Regions from separate parts of the Mus musculus genome. Here all the other regions are linked to region 5. Evidence: chromatin contacts called from public promoter capture Hi-C data. All regions are on one chromosome and are shown on one strand. Each heading gives the region's core, a stretch centred on a gene start, on an enhancer-like site or on the middle of the called end of the contact. The rest is flanking DNA. Distances are from core to core; before and after follow the strand shown.

Region 1 (2,700 bases), core at 93-2,592, 2.7 Mb after region 5:
TTTTTCTTTCTTTCTTTGCAAGTGTTCTGTTTTGCTTTGTTTTTGAGTTAGGGTCTTATTCCATAATACAGGCTGGCCAGTCTTATGGATGGTGGGACTGGGATTACAGAACACACTAAAAGACTTGCAAACTTTGTAAATGAAATGGGCCTTTTTCTAAGACTAGTGACAAATACAGGCAATTTAAATAAAACTCACCTCAAGAACCCAATGAAATTTGGAGTACTATTTCAAGTCTATGTGAACATTACCAGTAGCATTAATGCTTTCTCATATTGCATGTTTCTTAAAGTGAACTGAACAAACCCGTATAAAACCTTTTGGTCAATGGGCCAAGCTCCCACCCTGCTTTATGTGAGACTGAAAGCCATAAACAGAACTGTCTAGGGAATAATTTACAAAATTGGTCTTCACTATCGACTGAGATTTCATCTATCAAGGAGGGGAAAAAATACAACTTTGGATCTTGCACCATAAATGTTTTCTCCGATCAGCAGGGTGTGGGCTGCCTGCAATCCTTAGCATATGGGTGGTGGAGGCGGGGGATCAAGGGTTCAAGGTCCGCCCCAGTTAGTTAGTCAGCAAGTTCATGGCCTGCCTAGAGTAGTGAAGCCGATCTATTAAAATAAAACAAACAAAACACCCTAAAGCAGTATTTTTTTAAAAAGCTTGAAGGGCTAATTCCAGTCCCCAGAGGCAACGTCTGCAGCCGGAGCAGGGGACAGGGAGCATAAGGATCTCGAATCCCCGGTCACCTCGCAGTGCGGGGACCGCTGCGCGCGGGAGATCGCGGAGATTGCGCCGGGGGCAGGATCCGGTTTCCCGAAGGCCAGATTGACACCCGCGTGGTGGGTGGCGGCCGCGGGCCCCGGTGGGCGTCACCCCACGGGTCTGCACTTTACAGGGGGCCCGGGCGGGCGTCACCTCCCGGGGCCTCCGCCCGCATCACCTCACCAGGGCCGCGACACGCGGCGGGCCGAGCGGCCGATAACGCGTAACCCGAGCGCAGGCACGCGCCGCAGGGCCACGCGGGCGCAGGGCCAGGCCAGCCGGGCCGCGCGTCGCCTCAGGCCCGCGGCTCCTCAGGGAACGCCGGCGTGTCGCCGGGCAAGCGGCAAGCCTACCCGGTCGTCCTCGAAGATGATCTTGGCGGGGATTTCTTTGCGGATGATCTTGCCGAAGATCGTGTCGCCGCCGGGCTGGGCCACTTGAGCCTTGGCAATCTCGTCAGCCATCGCGGCCGCTCACTGTCCTTCCCGCGCCGCGGCCACAGTGGGGAGAGGAACCGCGGGAGCGCGCGGAGACTGCCGGCTCGCGCCCGGTGGGCCTGCGCGTGCGCACTGGCGCCGGCGTGCGGCGAGCGAGGGAACGAAATGGGCGGAGGAAACGCCCTTTCTTTGCCTCTGCACCTCTATAGGAAATTTTGATTTGCCAGTTCTGGGAGGAGGCTCGGCTTGGTACAGTGCTTTCCAAGCGCGTACGGAGTTCTAGGTTTGATCCCTTCCTCTCACGAGCCCGGCTTGGTGCTGCACGCCTGTAATCCCAGAGTTTGAGAAATGAAGACAGGAGGATGGAAGAGTTTAGTTCATCCTTCTCCACATTGTTTGAGGCCAGCCTGGGCTACCCGAGACCCTGCTCCAGAACAGTCTGGTTTCTATTTCAAGTTGTTCTGATCACATTTACTGGGTGTGATACCTTAGCCTTCCCTTTTTTAATTTTTTAAAAAAGATTTTTATTTTATATGTAGATGAGTATTTTGCAAGCATGTGTAAGAGTGAATCACATCTAATGCTTTGGATCCCCTGGAACTGGAGTTACAGTTGTGAGCCATGTGGGTGGAGGGAACTGAAGCCTGGTCCTTTCTGCAAGAGGAACAAGTGCTCTTGACCGTGATCGTTTAAACCCTCAGCTGTTTGAGGCCTTAGCTAAGAGCCAGGTGAAGTCTTACATCAGGTGGGGTTTTTTTGTTTGTTTGTTTCTTGCTGTGTGTGGCAGCAATTCTCAGTCATAACTACACACTAAAAACCACTTGGGAGCTCTTTAAACATCTCTGGCCACACTCTGCATCAATTAAGTCCAAGACTGCAGAGATGAGACCTTAGGTGGCAGTTGTTTGTAAGCCTCTTGGGCCATTTTCCCCGGCAGGAATCAGCTTCAGGTAAGATGCTCCACCTGGAAGAAACAAAAAGTCTTCCTTGGCCCCACCTCCACCCTTCCTCCTCTCTATCCCTTTGCTCCTCCTAAAAAGTGTTTTCTACATATGGTGTGCACTTTGTCATCATTGGTCCTTTGGGTCATTTCCTCCTTGTCGGGATTAGGCAGGACCTCCAATCAGCGTTCTCTAGACAATCGCAGTTGTCATATAGATCTGTTGGCCTGGTTGCTACAGTTGTTACCCTTGTCTTCTTTCAACATCTCACACCCTTGCCCTCTGGATGTTGGTTTTTTTTTTTTTTTTTCCTGCACGCTAAGCCTCCATTTCCATACCTCATTAGATTTTGTTCCTGGCCCTCTTATCTGACAATCTCCAAGTGGCCATAGGAAGAAACCTTGGGGACTTAGAGAGATGGTTCAGCGATCAAGAACACAAACTGTTCTCACAGAGGCCAGCACAAACATCACAACTGCCTGTAACTCCAGCTCCAGGGAAGTCAGATGCCTTTGGCCTAGCAGGATGTCTTCAGTCACCCATGGACATGT
Region 2 (2,700 bases), core at 105-2,604, 2.5 Mb after region 5:
CAACCCAGGGCTTCGTGCATGCCAAACACTCTACAAACTGAGCCACAACCCCCAGACCATTATTATTGCATGTTTTCTGAGACAGTCTCGTGTAGCCCAGGCTGGCCTTGATGCCAGTGATGACCTTGAATTCCGGATCCTCCTGCTCCAGCCTCTCAGTGCTGGGATGCAGGCTCTGCTGATAATCTGCTCCTCTCAAAAGTTGTAATGGCATCATTCTCGTTCTGAAGGTGACACTGCCCCACTTGCTTTGCCCCAAGTGCTTCCTCCACCTTAGCCCCAGGCTTCCCATAGAGAAATCTAAACCTCTGTCTATTGGCAGGTCCCAAGGGTGGGGCTGGGCAGCAGAGCTCACCTGTTCAGTTTGCTCTAGCTTGCACCAGAGGTTCAGTAAGTGTTCTTTGGGTGAAATGAAAAACAAACAAGCAACAAACAAACGGAGGACAATTTTCCAACTAGATCTTGGAAGATGCTTACTACTCTCTGAACGAGTGACAGATTCTGGAGATAATATTTTTTAAACTTTTAACTTTTAAAAATTACATTTTCTTTATTGAAGTGCAAAAAATATGTGCGAGCCCCCTGTAGGGCAGCAAGCACCTTGGCCTTCTGAGGCAGCTAGTTGGCTCCTGAGGATGACCCTTTAAAGAAACTCAAGGAACTTATTAACAAACAGAAGTCTGCTGTCCGCTGTGGCCACCAGGCAGTGGGGGCGGGGTGGGGGCGGGGGTTGGGGGTTGAGGGAGATTTCTCTATCAAAGCTGGGCTATCTGTTTTCCAGAGGTTGTACCGCTTTTCCACACAGACCTGGATGACAACTTCTGGTCCTCCTATCACTCCCTCTTCAACCAGAACCCACTCCCCAAGGCCAAATCTAAATTAGATTTCCAACCCCACAATCTGCAAGCTGAGTGACCCTGGGCGAGGCGCGGTCTTCTCTGGTCTTTCCTTCCTTGCAAAGTAGGTGACTACGCCTGTGACCCGATAGGGCAGGAAGGCGTGAAATCTGATCAGTCAGGTAAGGTCTCAACTTCAATTTTGGCAAGCTTCAAATTTCTCAACAAAGCTTTGGTGAGTAGCAGGAATGTTGGAGAATGTGTCCAGAACAGGACATTAATTTGACTTCTATTTCTGGGTGGCAGCGTGACCTTTGCCAAATCCCCTACCCTCTGGAGGTGACGTCAGGGCTGGGGTCAGAAACGACCCAGGTAAGAGGTGGCAGGTTTCCCCCGAGGGCGCCCTCCCCCATGCCCTTCCCCTGCAGCCGGTGACACCCAAACTCCAAAAAAGAAGCACTCGGGGTGGGGCTGGACAGGGCGGGGCGGGCAGCGAGCGAATCCGATTGGCCCCTGCGCGCCACGTGTCCCCCTCCACCGTGCGCCCAGCCTGCGCTGCGGCTGCTGCTAGGCTAACGGGCTTCGAGCTGCGTCTGTCCATACGCCCTGATCTGAGGCCTCCCTAGCGCGGTGAGTGTGCAGAGTCGCTGCGGGACACGGGGTCCAGGACTGAAGGGACCTGGTCGGGTCCATGCTGGTGTGCGGTCACCCCGGGGTGTCGCGGCTGGGTGTGTCCCGGGAGGGAACCCAAAGTGCTGGCGCTGGTTGACAGCACCCTGAGGGGGGAGGGGAGCTGGTGCCCCCCGCCCGGCCCCGCCGAGGGTGTGGTCCAAGACCCAGGAGCCTAATTGTCTAAAGTAGTGGAAAAACTTGGTGACCCTCGCGGGAGGCTGTGAGTTACTCAACTTGGAGAGCTTGAGGAATTGAACAGTCTGCTGAGCACCAGACGGTTCGTGGTGTGGTCCGGGAGAAAGGCTCCCTGATGCGGGTCAGAGGAAGGACCTGCTGTCTTTCCGGAGATGCTCACCTTTCCGGGAGCCGCAGAGGCTCTTAGCAAGATGCAGAGGTCCCACTCTGAATTTTGCTTCTCCTAAGCCAACCCGGCTCCTTCCCAGTTTTTCAGGGTCTTAGTTAGATGCTTCCTACTGACCTCGAATCCAGATCCCACCACCAACTTGCAGTGTGGCCTTGAGCCAGCCGCCTTTCCCTCTCTGAGCCCCCATCTCACAAGTGTTGATAACCCCCGCTTTCAGTCCTATGAAAGTGGGTTTGATTTGGCTGCTGGTTGGGGAATCTTGAGTACAGGTGTGGTCGATGAAACTCTCCTTTAGAGAGAATCTGGCTTCTGCTTCCCCCCACCCCCGCCCCACTCCCGCCCCACCCCCTTTTGTCTAAACTCTGGTGGGTCTTACTAGACACTTCCAAATTTGGGCATATGGCTCCAGGATTTGTAGGGGATCCTGGTGTTCCCTTAGAATCTGCCCTCCATTTCACCTCACCTGGCCAGATCACATCTTGAAGCTGCTGAGCCCACCTCTCCGACAGAATAGCTTGACTCTCCAGCCTTTCTTATCCCCCGGGAACTATTTCAGCCCCTGTATGCCCTGATGTTCTGGCTGCAGGCCCTAAGCCCTGCAGGAAGACCCTGGGCAATCCTCTCCCATATCCATGAGTTGCAGCTTGCCTGGGACACTTGGAAGGACTTCTTTTCTCTCTGGGCCCTTGTTCCCCATAGTGGTCTGCTGAGGTGGCCGCCACTTCCGGTGCCCCCCCCCCCCCCCCCCCCCCGCCAATTCAACTGTTCTCAGATTTGGGAGTGGGGTGTGGCTGGGCATGGAGGGAAGGAGAAGGCCTTCATCCCCTT
Region 3 (2,700 bases), core at 123-2,622, 2.3 Mb after region 5:
CAAACTAGAGGCAAAAGAGATCTTGGTCATGAGAAAGACAACTAAAATTATGAATGTCTAGTTGAGCCATAAATGGGGGGGGGGCAGATTCAAGACAATTAGAAACAGGTAAAATTCTTTTAGAACAAGATCTACTCTTGTTGTAGGCTACTGCCTACAGATTACAAGGAGGGGGTAAATCTCTCCTAACAAAATCAAACAGGAAAAATATGAGTTTCATAACAAAAGGACCCTACCATCATTCATACACTGAAAATGTAAACCCGGGTGAGGGAGGATTCAAAGTCACCTAAGGCATCAAGCAAGAGGCAAAAGCTAAAACACGCTCTGCAGATTCCCCAAAGTCAATTCCTTCCAGGACACTATGTTGCTATCCTGACTCAACAAGCCCCCACCCCCTAATTCCATCCATATAAGCAGTCGCTACCTGAATCTGTCAAATTTCAGAAAACAAAACAAAAAGCAAGCGGTCTTCAAGTTAACATCTGTGCTTTTCATGCCCTAGAGCTCTCTTGGTCCCTCCAGTCTATCCCAGGTCCTATTTCATATTTCTAAGTGACTTCCACAAAACTGCAGAACGGTTAGAAACGAAGCCTGCTGAGTGATGAGGAAAGAGAGAGAGAGAGAGAGAGAGAGAGAGGAAAAAAGAAGGAAAGGAAAGGAAAGGAAAGGAAAGGAAAGGAAAGGAAAGGAAAGGAAAGGAAAGGAAAGGAAAGGAAAAAGCCATCAGTGAACAGAACCACACCCAGAACTCAAGCCTGGCGTGGAGAGCCCAGACACAGCGGAGCTAAACAAGGACGCGCGACCCACAGCGGAAGGGACAAGTGCCTTTTCACAGGGCGAGTTTCCCCGCAGATGGCAACGTGGCAGAAAACAAACAGTTGCAGAAGCTGACACCCTGCTGCAGGGATACCTCGGAAGCCCACACACAGCCCTGGACCTCAGTTTCCCCTACTCTCGGAGGAAAGGAGTTGCGGTCTGGTACCCTGTGACCCAAGGCAAGGGCATAGCTCGAACAGCCACATCTGCAAACGAAGGGTTGGTCCGAGCTAGCCGTCAGTGACTGCCGATGTCACCTGGGAACTATGACTGAACACCTGTCAAAGGTGCATGGGAGACCCCACCCCACGGGTGACCTGTCCCTGAGCAGCAGCATCCGTTTGGCGGGAGGTGCTACAGCAGGAGGTGACTCCCGACTGCAGCGCAGGGCACGCACTACTCACCGGTCGGCCCTGCCCGGCCCGGGCTCCCGCTCCGGCTCCGGCTCCGGCTCTGGCTCCCGCTCCTGCTCAGCCCACCTCGCGTAGCCTCAGCGCCGACCCCTAGCCATGGTTTTCTAGCCTCCTGGACAGCCGCTTCCGGGCCCTGTCACGTGATGCTGGCTCCCTAGCCCAGGTCACGTGCCGCTCCATTCCGTGCTCCTCCTCCCGGACCCTTGTTCTGCAGCGCCACCTGGCGGCCGTCAGCCGCTGCTTCAGAAAGGGCAGTGCTTCTGAGACCACCACAGAGCTAAGGCAGACGACCTAGATTTTGAGGCAGTCTCCAGGGAAGTCGGCATGCAAAATATCCGTAATTTTTAGCCTTGCTAAAATTTATTTGTTCAGCATATATTAACGTGCATTTACTGGTTTATAATCACAAGTTTGCACCTTTTAAAAAATAAATCGTGCAGCTAAGCCTGATGGTACAAGACTGCAATACCAGAGCAGAGAAGAAAAATAGTTCAAGGCCTGTTTGGGTTATAGAGTGAGTTCAAGGATACCCTGGGTGATTTAAAGATACCTTGCTTCAAAAAAATTTAAAAGGGGCTACTGGGAAAATGGTTTACTGGATACAATAAGAACCTGAGTTAAGATTCCCAGTACATATAAAGAGCCAGGCAAGACAATGTGTGCCAGTAACACCAGAGCTTGGGGCCAGAGCAGAAGGATCCCTTGGTCTCTTCAGCAGACTAACTGATCTAGCCAAAACAGTGGGCTCAGGTTCAGTGAGAGAACCTGTGGGGAAAAAAAGTTGAGGGAACAACTCAAGCAGACAATGTCACCATCTGACTCCCCGATGCCCCACTCCACACACACACACACATACTCCATATGCTACACACATACACATACACACACACACACACTCCATACACCACACACATAAATATACTCCATACACCACAAACACACACATACATATACTCCATACACCACATACACACAGACATATACTCCATACACCATATACATACATATACTCCATACACCACACACGTACATATACTCCATGTACACACATATATTTCGTACACCACACACATACGTACATGCACATATGTTCCATACACCACACACACACATACACACACACAAACAACATATACTCCATACATCACAGACACATATACACATATACTCATACAAACATATACCACACATACATACATATACTCCATATACCACACACACAGAGATGCAAAGACAACTTCACACATACACATACTTCATACACCACACACACATACACACTCCATATACCACACACACATACATATACTCCATACACACACATATACTTCATACACCTCACACATACATACATACATACATACATACATACACATATGCATATGTTCCATACACCTCACACATACATACATGTACTCCATACACACAGAGATATAAACAGTACATACCACACATGCATATACTCCAT
Region 4 (2,700 bases), core at 196-2,695, 2.4 Mb after region 5:
TCTTCAATACAACTTTCAGAGAGTTTGTGACCCTGACACGGATTTTCTAACCTGTGCCCAGTACTCTGGAGCGCTGACTTTCAAAGCTGTTATCGCCTTCCCACGTGCAGCTCCCAGTGAGCACTCCAAGAAGATAGAAAGGAGTCTCTTGTCCTAGATTCTGACCCTATTGTCCCCATTCCCACTGCATCTGGCAAGCTTGCAGTGTCTGTCCTGAGGAGAGAAGACTATGTCACACAGATCTTGTGAGCTGGGGAAAGCTATTGGCCCAGCCTTGTGGAAAGCTTACAATGAAAGTGGGTGTCATTTATTTGCAGGGGTGTTACAAAAGCCAGGTTTGGGGGAGCATTTGACCTGGGCTCTGGGCCTTGCTACCAGCATTGTCCCTCTCTGAAGTATACTTTTATTTCATTTATTCATTTGTTTATTGAAGAGGGGAGAGTGAGTGTGTGTGCACACATGTGTGCACATGGCCTACATATGGAGATCAGAGGACAAATTTCAGGAGTTGGCTCTCTTTTTCCTGGGAATTGAATTTAGGTCATCAGCTTAGTAGCAAGCACCTTTACTCACTGAGATAATTTTAATTCATTTTCTTTTGAGACAAGGGCTCACTCTGTAGCCTAGACTGACCTCCAACTTGTGGTTGTCCTTTTGCCTCAGGCTCCTGGAACTGCAAATTGATTGGCCTTTTCAGCTCAGGAAATGTAGATTTAGTTATGAATGGGTAATGCAGTGTGTGAGCCTTGGCATGCATGTTCCTTTTCTCCTTCCACCAAGTGGGGCCTGGGGATGGAGCTCAAGTCGGCATCACAGGCAACTGCCTTTCCCACTGAGCCTGCAGCTGGCTTGTTCTTTTGGTTGCTTGCTTGGTTAGTTTTGTTTTTGAGATAAGCTCTTACTTACTCTGTAGCCTCTTCCTGAAACTCCAGCCTCAGCCTCCTAAGTGCTGGGTCTATAGGCACTCACCCTCAGTGCCTTCAGAGGTTAAAAGGCCCATGTGCTGGAGCCGGACAGGCATCTTTGAGCCACCCGATGTGGGTGTCTGGAGTTGAACCATAGTTCCCTGGAAGGGCAGAAAAATACTCTTAACTGCTAAGATCTCTCTCCAACCCCGTTCCCTTTGTATGACAGGTTATCATGTAGCCCTGCCTGGTCTTAAACCCCCTATATATATCAGACTGTCCTCGAACTTGTGATCCTCCTGCCTCCACCTCCTCAGAACTGGGATTACAGACGTGTGCCACAACGCCTGGTTTAATTGTTTTCGTTCTTTTCCCTCTCAGCTCTTTCTCATCAGAGGGTCCTGAGAACCATCTGTGGCTCCTGGGGATCTCTCCTGCCCCGGCCTCAGGTACTTCTGGCGTGGAGCGCCGCTGGCACCTGCCCTGGCCCGGCCCCGGCTCGGCCGGGGCCCCGCGCAGGCCCTGCTCTTCCGGCATTTAAGGCGCGCAGCCGGCGCGGCTGCAGCTCCGGGCGGTTGAGAGTCACAGCCAGCGGGACGCGCGAAGCAGGATGGGCTGCAGGCAAAGCCGGCACAGCCGCGGCAAGCGCGCAGAGAAGGTACCGGGAGCCCGCACACGGAGGTCTGCTTGGGGGGCGCTCAGAGGGACAGCAGAGGACACCAGATGGACAGCAGTGGGGGGGGCAGTCATGGAGATTGGGGTGCGGGGGTGGGGGTGCTCTGTCTCCGCCCGACCCGGCAATCAGAAGCCGAGTTAACACACTCAGTCCCAGACAAACTGCAGCTGACCCTGCTGTCCCCGCGGGGAGGTGACTGGTGTGTCCGTGGCAGGTGGCCTTCAGTGTGGGGCTGTCACTGTGTAGTAGAGGACAGAGTTCTTAACCTCTCTGCGCCTTGAGCTAAGGTCTAAGGCCGGCAATCTCTGATAGGTCCACAGCCGGACAGCACCAGCATCACCTGAGACCTGTTGGAAACCTCAACTCCCTGGTCTGCCCAAGGGCTGCTAGACACAGGCTGCCTCTTAACGAGTTTCGCCTGGGATCACTGCACCCTTTAGAGCCTAGGAAGCGGGTCAGGGCTTCCTGCGGGAACTGAGCGGTGCGTGGGCTGCCCTTAGGGTAGCTGGGAGGAGCCAAAGTGGGAGTTGATTTGTAGTCTCCTGCAGCTCTCTCCTCCTTCCTGTCCCTCCCGCCCCAGAGCCCTGAAGCTGGGTTAGAGCCCAAGAGACTGACTCAGGTTTCTGCCCCTTGAGGTCTGAGAAACGTCAGGAGGTCAGAGCCTAGATTCAGGGCCAAATCCACTGAGGACAGCCGGGGGCCCAGAGAAGGAAACAGGCACTCTAGAGTCCTAGTCGTTTTTTCCTGTCTGCCAGTCTCTCCACCCCTTGTGGGGATGGACAGCCCGTGAACTTCATCAGTCCCCACTGTGAAAATGATTAATTTTGCAAGGAACTTCAGCTCATTAGTCTTCCTGTTACCTCTGTTTATCTACCCCTAACTTTGTCAATGTGTGTGTGTGTGTGTGTGTGTGTGTGTGTGTGTTCTCTGAACCCTCCCCTGCACTTGGACTAACTTTTCATTGTTTTATTTTTCTCCCCATCCCCACTTTTGGAGACAGGGTCTGGTGTAGCCCAGGCTGTCCTAAACTTAATGTGTAGCCAAAGCTGGCCTTGCACTGCTAATTCACCTGCCTCTCCAATGCTGGGATTACCAGCCTCCCCACCACAGCAGGCTGGA
Region 5 (2,700 bases), core at 169-2,668:
CCTGTGCCAGTACTTCACCTGGAAAATAATCTTTATAGAAATGTCAGTTATCATTTAGTGACTTACCATTTTAAAGCTACTTCTTTTTTTGAGAGTAGTTTTGATTTCTTAAATGGAATGTACTGGCAGTAGTAATCTATTTAAACAAAACTCTTCAAAATTCTTGGTAAGTTTAAGTGCAATGGACTCTAAGACCAAAATTTTTCAGAATTGTCACTATAATACTAATGGCAACATGTAAAAGACAAGACAGTTACTAGTGGCCCAAGATACATTCCTATACATTTTTCCTTTACAAAAGAAAACCAGAAGAAATCTTTTTTCTGGTTTATTTGTTGGACCAGACGTTTTTGTTTGTGACAGGATGTGGTTACTTAGCTCTGGCTGGCCTAGAGTTCACAATGTAGCCAAGGCTAGCCTTGAACTTGCAAATCTTCAAAGGAACAGGCATTTAGTAAGGTCGTAGAGAATATCAGCATACGGAAATGTAAAGAATTACTATTGAAAGTAAAGTCAAACATTTGAAGGGTTTTAGGAAGTGGCAGTTACATCTGAACACTGATGTAAGGGATTGAACAGAGGAGGGGAATCTGTTCCTTTTTTTTTTTTTTTTTTTTTTTTTTTTTTTTTGTGCTCAGGATCAAACCCAGGGTCTTGCACATGACAGGCAAACGCACTCCCACTTAGCTATACACCAACACAACACAACAGCGAGACACTCGAAAGCAAGTCTTTAGGGTTTCAGGTGCCCCCCCCACCCCATATTTTAACACAATTTTGCTTAATGTCTTCTTGGATAAACTGCCCAGGGACAAATGAAGCGATGCACTGCACATCTAAAATTACAAATCAAAAGCATATCACTCTCCTGCTTAGAAACTATCAATTACTTCCCATCGAGTTCCAAATTTTAAGTCAAACGCCTGGTCACCGACCTCACAAAGACCCAGTGCCCAAGTTCTCCGCCCCCCCCCCCCCCCCCCGTCTCCCTTTACTATTTATTCAAAACCTCTACTCCTCCTCCCTACAGGCAGGCTTCCCCCTTCTCACTTCCTCACTCAGTTCCGTTCCATCACCGCATTTAAACTTGGACGAAAGCACTTAACTACCCCCTCAGATTCCGTTGTTTTGATGGTGGTGGTCTCCCTTCCTCACCACCTTTGCAGTGAGCTGAGAGCAGGGCCCGCCCTGAATTCCCAGTTTGTGTCCCGGATCGTCGCTGGCCCTCGAGTATTCTGGAAATACCTCATGGCGGAACCCCGACACCCACACCCAGCCTTCACGGAGGGCGGACATCCTGGCATCCCCCGTGTCCAGCTTCAAGCATCCTTTACCTCTCAGGAAGCCACCGGAGCAGCGGATTCACTCACCTCTCTGCAGTCAGCGCCTTCCGCCCTAGAGGATGCTTGACCCGGAAGTACTCCTCGACGGCGACCCCGCCTCCGCGCTGAGGTCAGGAGTACTTCCGCGACGGTCGGGTCGGATCGGCGAGCGAGCGGCGGTGGCCGCGGTGAGGGGCGGTGTCGGGGTTGTGGGGCTTCCGGGTGAGGGCGGCGAAGGCTGGGGGGTCTCGGGGTCACGGGTTGAGGGGCTGCAACGCTTCCAGCCATGTTTGGTGGGCTTGCCGGCCGAAGGGCTGGAGAGCTTGTTTACCTGAGGCCTGGGGGTGGGACCTGCGTGCGGACGTGCGGAGACGAGAGACCCGCCACGTTAGCTGGGGAGTCGCCGCAGCCTGCAGCTGGGGCTCCCTGTCGCACGGACCGGCGGCAGCGCTGACCCCAGGCTCGGCTTCCAGCTAGTCAGCCACGCCAGCCACGCCGCCTCCGGGTAAAGGCGATGGTCACGCGTGTGCTCTGGGCATATTTGTGTCTCGACTGTGAGGCGCCTTGTTTGACTTCTCCAGTCACCTGGATTGTTCTCCTCCAATCAGGAAAAACCATACCCGGAAAACATTAAATAGTACAATTCCGTATGTCTGGTATGTGTTTAATCTTACTTATAGGAACGGTGGAGAGGGACATCACCACTCACGAATCTTGTCTCCTGACTCAGCCTAAACTCTTGGCACGTCCTCGATGCTTATTAAAATCTCTATTGTGCAAGTGAAATAATAGGGACAGCTGGAGTTTACTAATCGGAATGTTCTAGTTTCATAAAATTTAAATGAACGTATGCAATATGTGCGTTCTATTTGCTTACATAGAGCAAATCGAGAGACTATATATTATATGTTGTAACTCGGAGAAAGAAGAAAAAGGTAGCTCTAAAACAGTGTCTATACAGCTGCAAGAACACCTTCTGAACTTTGGGCAAGCATGTCGGTGTCTTTTTGTTAGATCAGCCTTTGGACTGACAGGGGCAGAAATTGCCTTACATATCTTCTCTGTCTCCAGAACTGGGTCCATATGCAAAAGGTTCTTGCCATGAATAAGTTAAACGAGTTATTTTTCTATTTTTCTGAGTTAGTTTGCATGGCAATTGGTACTTGTGTATGGAATTTTTTTTTTCTATGAGTTTTTGGGACAGTTTAATATATGCATATCGTGTACCCATAGAGTCTAGGCAACACCTTTTTTTTTTTTTTTTTTCACGTGGAAGAGGTTTTATTGGGAGGGAGAGACAAGATGGCAGCAGAAAAAGAAGAGGAGAGGAGGGAGAACACTAGGCAGCATATTCTTGGTCTACCTTTCTAGCCTGTCA

Evidence for each region. Promoter capture Hi-C pulls out the DNA fragments that hold promoters and counts their contacts.
Region 1: a contact with region 5 is called in a promoter capture Hi-C map of hippocampal neurons, with 4 times the contacts expected there. The contact joins the promoter of Hint1 here to the promoter of Mfap3 in region 5.
Region 2: a contact with region 5 is called in a promoter capture Hi-C map of hippocampal neurons, with 5 times the contacts expected there. The contact joins the promoter of Anxa6 here to the promoter of Mfap3 in region 5.
Region 3: a promoter capture Hi-C map of hippocampal neurons shows a contact between it and region 5, with 6 times the contacts expected there. The contact joins the promoter of Slc36a1 here to the promoter of Mfap3 in region 5. A contact is called at or near these places in 5 of 39 promoter capture datasets (3T3-L1-derived adipocytes, cranial neural crest, embryonic stem cells and 2 more).
Region 4: a promoter capture Hi-C map of stem cell-derived epiblast-like cells shows a contact between it and region 5, with 4 times the contacts expected there. The contact joins the promoter of Ccdc69 here to the promoter of Mfap3 in region 5. A contact is called at or near these places in 5 of 39 promoter capture datasets (3T3-L1-derived adipocytes, hippocampal neurons, liver and 1 more).

Annotation. Positions count from the first base shown.
Region 1 is chr11:54,865,025-54,867,724 of GRCm38.p6, reverse strand. Hint1 (histidine triad nucleotide binding protein 1) reads right to left here and starts at 1,342. Exons shown (of 3, transcript NM_008248.3): 1 at 1,125-1,342. The coding sequence starts at 1,235.
Region 2 is chr11:55,032,125-55,034,824 of GRCm38.p6, reverse strand. It overlaps Anxa6 (annexin A6), which reads left to right and starts at 1,354. Exons shown (of 26, transcript NM_013472.5): 1 at 1,354-1,466.
Region 3 is chr11:55,203,012-55,205,711 of GRCm38.p6, reverse strand. Slc36a1 (solute carrier family 36 (proton/amino acid symporter), member 1) reads right to left here and starts at 1,372. Exons shown (of 11, transcript NM_153139.4): 1 at 1,224-1,372.
Region 4 is chr11:55,076,876-55,079,575 of GRCm38.p6, reverse strand. It overlaps Ccdc69 (coiled-coil domain containing 69), which reads left to right and starts at 1,445. Exons shown (of 7, transcript NM_177471.4): 1 at 1,445-1,563. The coding sequence starts at 1,516.
Region 5 is chr11:57,517,383-57,520,082 of GRCm38.p6, reverse strand. It overlaps Mfap3 (microfibrillar-associated protein 3), which reads right to left and starts at 1,418. Exons shown (of 3, transcript NM_180599.1): 1 at 1,371-1,418. It overlaps Fam114a2 (family with sequence similarity 114, member A2), which reads left to right and starts at 1,439. Exons shown (of 14, transcript NM_026342.3): 1 at 1,439-1,510.